2 separate regions of the Mus musculus genome follow, and region 1 is linked to region 2. Evidence: chromatin contacts called from public Hi-C data. All regions are on one chromosome and are shown on one strand. The core of a region is the stretch at or near the end of the contact, and the rest is flanking DNA. Distances in the headings are between cores, read along the strand shown. Region 1 has its middle 510 kb from the start of Gm23738. Region 2 has its middle 660 kb from the start of Gm23738.

Evidence for each region. A called contact is a pair of places that touch in the nucleus more often than the background predicts.
Region 1: a contact with region 2 is called in a Hi-C map of cerebellar granule neurons, with 1.6 times the contacts expected there. The contact joins two enhancer-like sites. A contact is called at or near these places in 4 of 484 Hi-C or Micro-C datasets (cerebellar granule neurons, cerebellum and nephron progenitors).

What each region holds. Positions count from the first base shown.
Region 1 is chr4:67,671,361-67,677,636 of GRCm38.p6, forward strand. No RefSeq gene overlaps it. Among named protein-coding and RNA genes, the nearest start is that of Gm23738, 510 kb to the right of the region's middle. Within about 2 kb of position 2,776, at least 2 of the 459 cell types and tissues checked have an H3K27ac peak or open chromatin away from gene starts, as enhancers often do. A contact at or near this core is called in cerebellar granule neurons and cerebellum, where this site is marked.
Region 2 is chr4:67,520,004-67,525,628 of GRCm38.p6, forward strand. No RefSeq gene overlaps it. Among named protein-coding and RNA genes, the nearest start is that of Gm23738, 660 kb to the right of the region's middle. Within about 2 kb of position 2,423, at least 5 of the 459 cell types and tissues checked have an H3K27ac peak or open chromatin away from gene starts, as enhancers often do. A contact at or near this core is called in cerebellar granule neurons and cerebellum, where this site is marked.

The sequences.
Region 1 (6,276 bases), core at 1,526-4,025, 150 kb after region 2:
AAAGTACTTTCATAAATATTATGCTTTTGTTTTTTTTTAAAATAATGTTGATCAAATCTGTGAAAAGATACACATAATCAAAAACCAAGTATGAAAAACAATTAGAAGACTGAAGTTCAGCATTTCAGTTATATGAATGCCACATGACCCTTAAGAATTCAGTCTCAATGATTTGTCCAAAAATGAGAGAAAATTTTCAATAAAAATCATATGCTATTGGGCAATTCAATAGGGTAGCCGATGTGATTTTAAGGATATCCCTAAAATGATAGGTAGAAACACATAAACATAATGGAAGGTTTTAGAACTAATAGAGTCAGGAATTATATATAAAGTTTTATTATAATTATAAAATTCATAACATTAATAATTTCTAGAAATGAAGATAAGAGAAAAATGACAGGAAAATTAAATCATGTAGTATGCTAAAATAAATACATATACATGAACACATATATGTGCTAGTATTGGGGATTTTGTTCAACCAAGAATTTATGCCCCAGTTATTCTTTTGGTCGGGTAATATTTTTGGTGCTCATGATATAGTTCTAAGTCAGGTGTCTAATCTACATTTTTCCAAGTATCATTTTCCCAGATTTATCAAACGTCACCCATATATTGTCAAATATCAGGGGATACAGCCACACCTAAATGTACTAATAAAATGTTTTTGAAATTATTTTTCAAATATTCATTTTTGAAGAACAAAACATCCAGGGATAAAAAACAAATGTATTTTTATTTACATCCTTGACCTGGTATTCACTAAATAATGTGCTGAGAGAACAGTTGGAATCAGCAATGTTCTTCTTATATCAGACAAGGGAGTAAAGCATTAATGCATGTTGATCTGCTTGAAGATGTCAGCAAACCCTACCATCCTGAGTACTTGCAAAATAGGGGAAAGAAATCAGCACATGTTATATAAGAATATCTTTTCCTGACACTGCAGAGTATTTTTATCCTGGTGGAAGTTGCCTCTGGGCTCCAAATCCTTCTGACAAGGAGCAAAGAAAGCTAATTGCAGTGAAATATCTTTTCAGGCTACCTGCCCATCACCAAATTCTATATGTATGGGGAATGCACACTTACTTTAGAAGATGTTTCAGTGGAAGGCAAGTCCCAGTGGAATTAGTTTTAAGGCCAAGGAAACTTCTACAGAGCACAGGACTCATATACAATGCAGAAACTGTTAGGTTGTGAGGAGTCATTAAAAAATCTTCCCCAGAAACTAAAGGAGCCATATCCTCAAGCAACCTGGCTTGACCTCTTATTTTATATTCAGGGAAACGATATCAGAAGAGTTATGTCACTCATCAATCTAGTACAATTAATTAGTTGCCCAAGATACTGTCAAGTCAGGTCAACCTGAATTTTCTTTAGGCAAACTTATTTATAAAAGAATAGTTTCACCCTATACATGTGAGTCATCTTGACCCTTCTGGTCTTGCATATATGGAAAATACCACTGCAGATCTAATCAGTAAGCCTGAACAGGAACAGGAAAGAGAAAAGAGACCTGATACCTATCCTCCCTTTAGAATGAAAGGAGGACAAATACAAACAATCAGATCAGACTCTGACATGAAGGACTAACAGTAATAAAGGTTCTCAGAAATTGAACCACTGACCAAAACTCATATGTGGGTTGGACACATGACCTCTTCACATATGTATCAGAAGTGCAGCTTCTTCTTCATGAGTGTCCTGAAAGAAATGGAGCAGCACATTATTTCTTACTCTTCTGCCTGCCTGGGCTGCCTTGTCTAGCCTCAGTGGGAGAGACTATGCCTAGTCCTGCAATGACCTGATGTGCCAGTGTGGGCTGGTATAGGGAATCTCCCTCTTCTCAGAGGACAAACGGTAGGACAGGAAGACAGGGGCTGTGATCAAGATATAAACTGAATAAATAAATAAATAAATAAATAAATAAATAAATAAATAAATAAATAAATGGCAAACAAAAATATTTTCCCTGTTTGCATAGGGCTAGGCCAGTGTCTATTCTCAACTTCAGCTAGGCTCATGGAAAAAGAAAAAATAAAATACATTAAGCATCCCAAGATGAACCACTCTGTTTCTATTCACATTCATGGCAAGTATTTCAAAAGGAACCCTCAATTCTAGAAACAGTGTATCCAAAGTGCCTAACACTAAAACTTGTACCAGTGTGAGAAGCTCTCAGTGACTATACATACTTACATTGTGGAGGGAGGCCTATCTGTTAATTAGTTTGTAATATGATTCACTGTGATATGACTGTCCTGAGTTGTCATTGTTTTGTTTCTAAGCATTATGTGATCTCTTTGTGTCATTTTGTAGGTAGCTCTTTTGGGACAAGTCTAAAGGCAAGTGCCAATAGCAATAATACAAAATAAAGAGGTATTCACTGGGAAATAAGATGATACTGTGGGTAAAACTGGGATAATGTTTGGATACCAGTCACCAATTCACAAGTGTTAGTTACGAATATACAGTCTTATAGATATTAACCATCCACCAAGGGCCAGCCCCTTAGAAACCATACTTAAGACTGAGGAATGACACTGTGGGGTAAATATTTAACAGCCAAACCTCTTGCTTGAATACCAGTCAAATTTCTCCCCTGATAAAATGCTCAAGCTTTTTGTCTTTTATTCCTCTCACTGCCTCTTGATTCTTTGAAAGTCTTATCTCTTCATTCACCAAAAAGCCCATCTCAGAGCAACCCAACCGTGGTTTCTATTGGTGCAACTCACTCTCCTCATATCCAGATCTACTGGAAGCAGAAGATCAACTGCTTCTCCATCTGTGACTTCTGACTTGAACAGAAGGAGTATTTATGGGTCACTGATAAGATACACATTCAAAGGACAGTGGGAACAGGAAATCTCATACACATGGAAATTGTTATTCTTCATGAACCTCAGTGTCTAGGAAAGATTGGAAACTTGGAGTGAATGAATCTTCTAATGATACTGGCTGCCAGGCAGGTTACTTATTTCTATCAGTTAAATACTTAAAATACAGAAAACAGTTCAGGCTTACGTTAATGTGTTTATTAATAAGGACTAAAACTTGCCTGATGAAAAAGGGACCACAGATCTAGAGAAACCACTGACTCCAAAGACTTCTGTGTTATTATGATTTAAATTAGATTGAGAATTCTACTCCTGATGCTTTTTTTGTCATTTTTTCTATTGTCCTAAGATATACATGAGTGACTTCTTGTACATGAATTGGGTCCCCTGTTTATGTTGACAAGGACAGAGATACCTCTTAATTTGCTGGTATCTTTCTTTCCATCACTTGTAACACCAACTTCCCTAGAGCCTCCAGGGTTTGGCAGGAATTGCAGAATACATACTATGGAAGCACATGAAGCAGGCAGCAAGAACACTAAAACATAAAGAACATTTTCAATAAAAAGTAGAACATTTCCCATTTCTCCATTTATATATCAATGGAGAATAGTTTATTTCTAGGTCACTGTACCTTCTATTGTTGAACAAATAGAATTTTTCTTCCAATACAAAGGAAAATTCCAGGATTCAGTGAGGAAGCATTTGTTGAGTGTATGTCCTCTTGGGTCATAATAGAATTTGTGAAATAAAAATGAACATTCTTATTCTGCCTTTGTCATATCCCCATTATTCTGGTTGATAAACAAAGGGCCTTCAACTCATACTGTCTGGGAGCCTAGCACGCAATTAACATGCATCAGACTTCTTGAGGCTTCAATCTGTACTCCTTGGAATAATTCTCTCACTCTTCTTCATCTGATTTTTCCATATCCCCAAATCATCACTGGCAAAATGTATTATAATATGTACACTGTAAAAATGATAAAAATAACCTGTTTTATTTAGAACAAAGAAAACCCAAAGAGCAAACTTACAAGTAAAAAAAAAGTCTTCATCTATGAATACAGTGATACAGTGAAAACTAAAATTAATAAAATCTCAGAAAATCTCCAGTTTGAGCAAGGGATATTTCTCTCTCTCTCTCTCTCTCTCTCTCTCTCTCTCTCTCTCTCTCTCTCTCTCTCTCTCTCTCTCCTTTCCTCCCTCCCTTCCTGTCTCTCCATTTCTCTTTTTTTCTTTCTTACCATTTTCACTGTGGTAGCTGACTGGGCTTTGCACAGACAGGCTGGTCTCCAGTTGATCTGAGATCTGAACCCTGGGAATGATGATAATTCACCTTCTTGACAAGGTAGGCATTCCGTCATGCTCCTGGAACTCTGGCTCCTGCCTAAGTTACATGCTCCCACACACACACACAGCTCCCACAAGGGAAGCATGGTCAGTAGTTATGAAGGCAATGGCCCAAGCTTCTGACCTTCAGGCTAAACTCCTCCCCAGTTGCCTAGCAACAGTGAAGACAATAAAAAGGGTTGTTCAGCCCCACCTCACTCTCTTATTCACCTCTGTCTCTCACTCCTTTGTTCTCTTACCTCTAACTTCTCTCACTCCTCTCTCCTCTTTCTTTTCTCTTTGTCTTCTCCTCTCCTCTCTCCTCTTCTCTCCTCTTTCCCTCATATTCTCTTTCTCTTGAGCCTTCTCTCTCTTTCTCTCTCTCTCTCTCTCTCTCTCTCTCTCTCTCTCTCTCTCTCCCCTATCTTCTCTCTTTCCCCCTGCATTTCTATAATAAATCTCTAAAAACATAGAATATCTCTGCTCATAAAGGCCCAATGTGCTTGGAGGATGGGACAGGCTTTCTCCTAATGAGCCATTTCTACTCTCCTGTTAGAAGGCCTTCCTATGCTCCAGTCAAGATCCACTGCACTCACTCTCAATGGTGTTGGGAACCTCTTCTCTCATCCCTCTCTCCTATAACCCCAGAGCTTTAGCAAGGTAGCACCAGGGTTCCCGGGGGCTTTAGCAAGGTAGCTCCAGGAATACCAGGTAGGGCTGCCCCTTGGCCACTCCCTGAAGAGTGGGATAGAGGAATGCCCACCCAGGGCTGAGTGGAAAGTGTATCGCAGCTCTCCCATGCCTGATAAATCAGAGAATATGTAAAACTCTGGCGGGGTGTGGGTTCCCCATCTCTTCCCCGGGCACCCTTTTTAGTTCCCAACAGTCTATTGCTATTGGATTGAGCACTGTCAGCCCAGATGGATATGAGATACAATTCAACATTTTTAAATGATATTTCCAGGTAAAGGATAATGCCATAAGCCCTAGGTATTCAGATGTGTGTATGTAATCACTAGTAAGCACAAAAACCAGGAAAGTACAAAGAACTATACTAGTGTGGCTGAAAGGAGCTCAAGGCAGACTACAATATAATCAAGTACAAGAGACATGAAGCTATTCTAAAGGTGGGACTCTAATTAGGGATAGAAAGAGACATAAATATAGATGAAGAATTGGACAAAATAACAGCAGGAATGTATAAATATTTATTATGATTCATACTATTAACTACCTACCAACCAAAAATAATTATATTAATGTAAGTCATCTTGCTTTCTCAAATAACCGGTGCTCACCTACTCAGGTTTGGGACAACCTGCAATGGAACTGGCCCTCCCAAAGCAATCACTAATCAAGAAAATGACCACAGGTCAGTCTGATAGAGACAATTACCCAAATAAAGTTCATTCTTCCCAAAAGACTTCAGTTTTAGTCAAATTGACCAAAGATAAGTCTCTCCAATCTCAGATACCTACATAGATGTCCCTACATTTGAAGACCACTGTGAAAGCTTTTACTTCCATAAATGGGGCCTAGAAGAGAACCTGAACATAAGTTTCAGTGAGTGATAATTTTACTTTCTGTTAGAAAAAATAAAATAATGTTAATAATGTAAAATATTCATTCTTTTTCTCAGGTTACAAGATAGTGACAATTATGTTCAATGAACTCTACTCTGCATAATACCTCAAGTACTATTTCTTACAAACTAGGAATATTAATGGCTAGTTAATGATTATAATAACCATAATTTTTCTTAAATTCAGTAAGAATCTTTTCATTGTTCGGTTAAGAAAACAAATGTTTGACTCATTTTGAATTGAAACCCTGAACTTTGGGAGATGCTTCAAGGACAGGGTTCTGTATTAATGAAGAGCCGAATCTTTTCACAAGTTGCTTCCACACTGAATCAAGATAATTGCGTCTTAGGTGGTCTCTTTTCAAGACTTCATCAATAATTAGGTAGAGGTCATTCATGTTTTTATTTGTTTGTTTGTTTTGTGGGTTTTTGGATATTTTATTTCCAGTCTGTACTTGCTAACTCCAATAGTGTTTGAAAAAAAATGAAAAAAAAATCTAAAGTTGGGTGTATATGGGGACA
Region 2 (5,625 bases), core at 1,173-3,672:
CCAAGGACCTCAACATAAAACCAGATGCATTAAATCTTGTGTTTATATTTCTTCTGTTTTAAATGCTTGATAATGTAATTTGAGGATGTCAGCTCAGTTTTTGTTTCTAATGTAGAACTGAGTAAAAATCTATTGATTACTTATCAATAATGTCTTTAAGCAAGACCGTAGTGTGTTTTTCTTAGGCAAGCATTCAAGGGTTGTGTCCAAAGGCAATTTAAAATTCATCATATCAGCGTATAAACATGTTTCCCCAGAGGAATCTCATAATCCCTTCAACTGGCTTATGCATTTTTAAATATATGAAAACAGAATTGCTGGAAGTTATAAAATAATGCTGGAGTGACAATTGTGAATCTTGATTTCATTCCCAACGTGGCAGCTAAACACACCATTCTCTTTCCTGGTGCAATAATGTGTAGATCTGTGTCCAGTTCACCAGGGCATTGTACAGCTTATTAAATATAGGCAATGTGTTTTGGAAATGGTTTTGGAATGAATGAGGTGGATACAGAATATGAACATAGCATACTCAAAATGTACATGGGAAAATTTACAATATACACACATGTTAACATATTTCCTCTTGCTTTTTTGATCTTTGTTAAGTCATAGTATATTTGAGCTTATTGTCAGATGTGTTTAGGAGCTGTTTTTGGTTAGGCAAAATATACATGGGAAAGAAAGGTATTTTGTCCATCATAAGAAGTTAATTCTATCACATTTGATGACTGAGGCTATGGTTTAGGGATTTGGGCAAGTGCAGCATGTATTGAATAAAGTTACTGAAAGTCAGTGTTCCAGCCACTAACTTCTCTAAAGTAATCATAATTATACCTTAGGTTATTAAACATTGTACATACTACATAACTTCCTATAGGTAATAAAATCCTAAAGCCAGCAAAATAATTTGACCAAAATGATTCTAACAAAATAATTGGATTTCAATTTATATGTACATTCATTTATTTCTGTATTCAATAAATAGTTATTGAATAGGTAATATTTATGCATAAGTAATTATGTATATATTATAAAATGGTTATGTGTAAGGCACTGTACAAGTAATTGTAATTATAACAATGAATGCAAAACATGAAGGTCCTCTCATCATTGAGACACCATTAAAACATCAATTTCTCCGGCTGTGAATGTTTGTGCTAAAGACATGTCAGCTCCTGGGAGCTAAGTATGGGGAAATGAATGATACAAAGGATAGATAGCATTAGAGGGGAGTATTTTAGATTCACCTGTATTTGCAGTAGGGCACACTTGAGAGATTACCTTGTGGCAGAGACCTGAGCAAGGATACAGTTGAGCCATAAAGTTTTCCAGAAACATTGAAATAGTGAGAAAAGTTGTAGAAACTCAGAGAGAGGGAGTTGTTTGCAGCAAAGAACTGAGAGGAAAGAGCCAAGAGGGCTGTTGATGCCATAGCAAGGAATACTTGGAAATATTAGGAGATGGTCAGCTAGCATGGTTTCTGTTGTTATCATTCTTCTTTGTATGTGATATGTACTTGATAGTGTGTATATGCATGGGTACTTGGTTGTGTGCATTGTGATACTGGGTATATGTGTACTTCGAGGTCCAGGTTTGGGTGTCTTTCCTTGATTATGCTCCGAACTTATTTATTGAGACTGGCTATCTCAGTGAATCTGGCACTCATGCTTTAGTCTAGGATAGTTTTGTAAGTGACCTTTAAGAACTCCACTGGTCTCTTCCTCTAGCACCTAGATTTCAGTAGTGCACAGCTACTGTTAACATTTTGCATAGATGCTGGAGATCCAACTAGAGGTCCTTTGTCTTTTTTGACAAGCACTTTATGGATGGATCCATCTCCACAGCACGGTTCTATGATTCCCTAGTGTTTCTACTGTAGATGACTAGAGTCTGACACAGAGACAGTCTAAAAATAATAGATAATTTTAAATAGGAAAGTACATTTTCTTTTTCATTTTGCAATCCTGCCATTATTGTTTATCATTCTTCTCTTTCAGAGATGAGAGATACAGAAGATCAAGAGCAAAAGCAGTTTCCAAGGGATGTTAGGCTTCTGAGCCTCTGTTCAGTGACAATTTTGGTCCTAATAATTGAAGACTAGATTTTCAGAGGAAATGTTTGATATCTGGGATTTATCCTGAACTGTACTTGCTGCTCATTTCTGGTCATGAATATATCTCTTGCCTCTGATTTTGCCTCCAAAGGCTCAGATGTCACCAGCCACCCTGCTGAAGTCTTACATTTCCAGCCATGGCCCCAATTGTGCATCCAATGGCCAGAGTAAACAAATGAGAAATTATCACTTGGAACAAACATCTGATTATCTCAGCAGCAATTGCTATGAAAACAGAACACAGGAAAGGGCAGTCGCTTGCTTTGCTGCTTTTATTCCAAGCTCTGATTGTTGTGGAATGAGGTGGCCTTTCCACCTGGCACCGGATAACAAGGACAGGTGGTGCCAGGTGGCATGGACTGTGGGGAAGAAGACAACACATCTGTGACCCACCCAGTCCAGCTCGGTTGACTCTCTGCATGTCTCTCGGGTGTCCTACTGTGGAAAGAATAAAAATAGAAAAAAGGATCCAAGGGATCCAGTTTGGGATGTGGCCCTAGAGCTTAGATATTATAGATCTTAAGCAAAATATGTTGCCTTTATTCAAAACTGCCCTATCAGTGGTGAGATGAATAGTGCTATTGTGAGACAGACTCAGGGAAAGTGAATACAGAAGTAGGTTGAATTGAACAAATAGTACTGTTTGGTGGCAATTTAATCTAATTAAAAACAGAAGTTTTAATGCCTGCTTTACTATATTTCTCTGTAATTTTAAGGATGAATACATTTTCAAGTATCAAAGAATTAGGTACACTGCATAAACATGATACAGGTACAAGATAAGATTTTAATATTGATCATTGGTCATCTTTTGGACTGATATAAGTAGGGTATCAGTATATTTAACAAAAATATTCATTGGTACTAAAATTTTAAATTAGAGTATTAAAAATGTTAACACTATGAGGTGATGCTTTGTAAGAAAGTGTTGAGAAAATGATGAGAGTGTAGCAAAAAAGAACAAAGTAAAAATTTCTTTAGCTTGTGAAGAACACATGTTGAGCATTTGTCAAATAGAGTGCCTTGGAAGTGGCAACCTGTGCCTCTAAAAATAGGCAAAGCATGAAGGGATGAGAAGGAGTACTTATATAGCTCTATGAGTCTCTTGGGCATGACATTTACTGAGATATTAAAGACAACACACCAATGCAATTTGAACAGGGACTTCATGAAAAATCAGAACGTCATTGTGTCTCCACATACACATGTGCTTTCCAGATGTTCAGCAGAGGCTGTGAAAAGATGTGATGTCATGTGCGATGTGAATGCTGGCTTTCAGAGATAAACATGACTCAGTGTGCATAACTACATGGTGCAGCCCTTCCAAAGAACAAAAATTAAATTTTATTATGATGAATAAATACTTGGGAGGAAGGAATTTTCCTATAATTACTGTATTATTCTGTGCCTTTAATATCAATTCAATTTCTGTTTTTTTATGTTGTAATATATTCATTAGTTATAACTAGAAATCATATTATAATGATGATAAAAGAGGGCACTGTATTATGACCAAATATTGAATGCCCAACAATTTGTATGTATGTGTGTGTATGTATATATATGTATGTATGTGTATATATATATATATATATATATATATATATATATATATATATATATATATATATTCACCACCAAAGTAAGTTATCCAATTGAAGATTGATACTTATAATTGGTCTTGTCTGATGTGGTTCCAAAGGTTGTGTTAAAGAAAATAATCCATAGTAAAGTAAATCAAACAATCCAATCTATCGATAAAAGGTGATCCTGAACATGTTAATTAACTTCTTGATTTTTTTAATATCTTCAATGGTACTGAAATATTTTAATGTCTTATTGATAGAAATAGGGTTTATGCATGGAGCACAATTGATAGCTTCTTAGAATTTTAAAAAAAATTAGTAGACCCATTTAGATGACTGAGTGAAATCTGAACTTTTAACATCTTTTGAGAGTTTTCTTCTCATTTTAAATTTGAAGAATACTGATTTAAGACCTTGAGTTCTTCAAATATTAACCTTCATTCAGAATTTGTCTACAGCTCTTCATTTTCCATAGACAATGTAGTATCATTAAGTCTGTTCAGGATCAGGGTTTAAAGCGTAGGGAGGATATGAGAGGAATTGGTGGCAGTTTGTAATTTAAAAATATTATATTAGAAAATTCTATTGCTAATTAACAAAACTGAAAAAATAAAGAAGTTGCTCAGACATATTCTACTTGTTAAGACCTAGGGTTGCTTTGGATGGTGCCTAGTCTTTTCTAAGAAAGCATAAGTAGCCTGAGTTAAAAGTCAATTTTTATATCCTACAGAGAAGCCAGTCTAGCCTGCTTCCTGACTTGTATGCTATAATGTAGAGTTTGAAGTCAGCAGTTTTCACATCTCAGAAAGATGCAAGCCCTTTGAGTCATAGGCCTTACCACGAGTTATAGAAACCATCCTGCCCTCCCTCATAAACCTGAACTCAATTATTGTTCGGCACCAACAAATTTGCTTTAATGTCCTTGCTCTGTAGCTATCACTCAGGGATGCTCTGATTAGCTGTATCCTATGGGATGACAAATGGAATGCATGAGCCATTTCTATTTTTGTAGTGATGCTGCTCTGTGATTAAATTCTAGAAGAAGGCAGAGTTTGTGGTGATGGCTGAGTAACCTTACCCCTATCCTCTGGCAAATAAAATGAAAATTTAAAATTGCCAGTGTTTTTCAAGATATCTATTTTTGGCATGGACCACTCCTGCTTTTCAAATCCTATTTTAAACCCTCCTCTGTAGCAACTAAGTTTTGAAAATATATTATTTCCTGTCATTACTCACAGTTCTGTGAGTGCATCTGTCTTCCTAAAAATGCCTAGTCACTCAAAGAGACCCATAGAGGAGACATGGAGTGGATCATCTCACAGGATTATCTCTACACTCTCTCTAATATAATCAGACTCTACAATCTATGATGTAGGTATAAGCACTAAACCCAGAGCAGGACAGCAATCAGAAAGAAGAAACATGTGGGGGAGAGGCATAGAGGAAGATAGACAGAGAAAGGGACTAGAGAATGAAGAAAAGAGATTAACAAGGCATAAAGGACAGAAAATAATGGTAGACCTAGGAAAGTATGAGGATGGATATTTTCTTTTTATATTTTTCTTCTTTATATCCCAATTTATTTACCAAGGTTTACATCATGATAACAACCTAATTTTTCTCCCAATCACATCTCATACTGCCCCTTCCTCCACCACTTCTGATGAAAAGGATGGCCTTTCTGTATACTCCTGGACTCAGCTGTATATTTAGCTCAGAGAGATCTACTTACCCCTGCCTTTCACATGTTGGGATTAAAAGCATGCGCCATCACTCCTGTATTAAAGATAGATATTTAATAAAGAAATGTCTAGGAAAGATGTGAAAGGAACAAGAAAGAAAGAAAAAAAAAAACATAAAATATACAGATAAAGGCTTTGAAGTCAGTGACAGAGTCAGAACACAGAGAGATTGGAAGAGGAA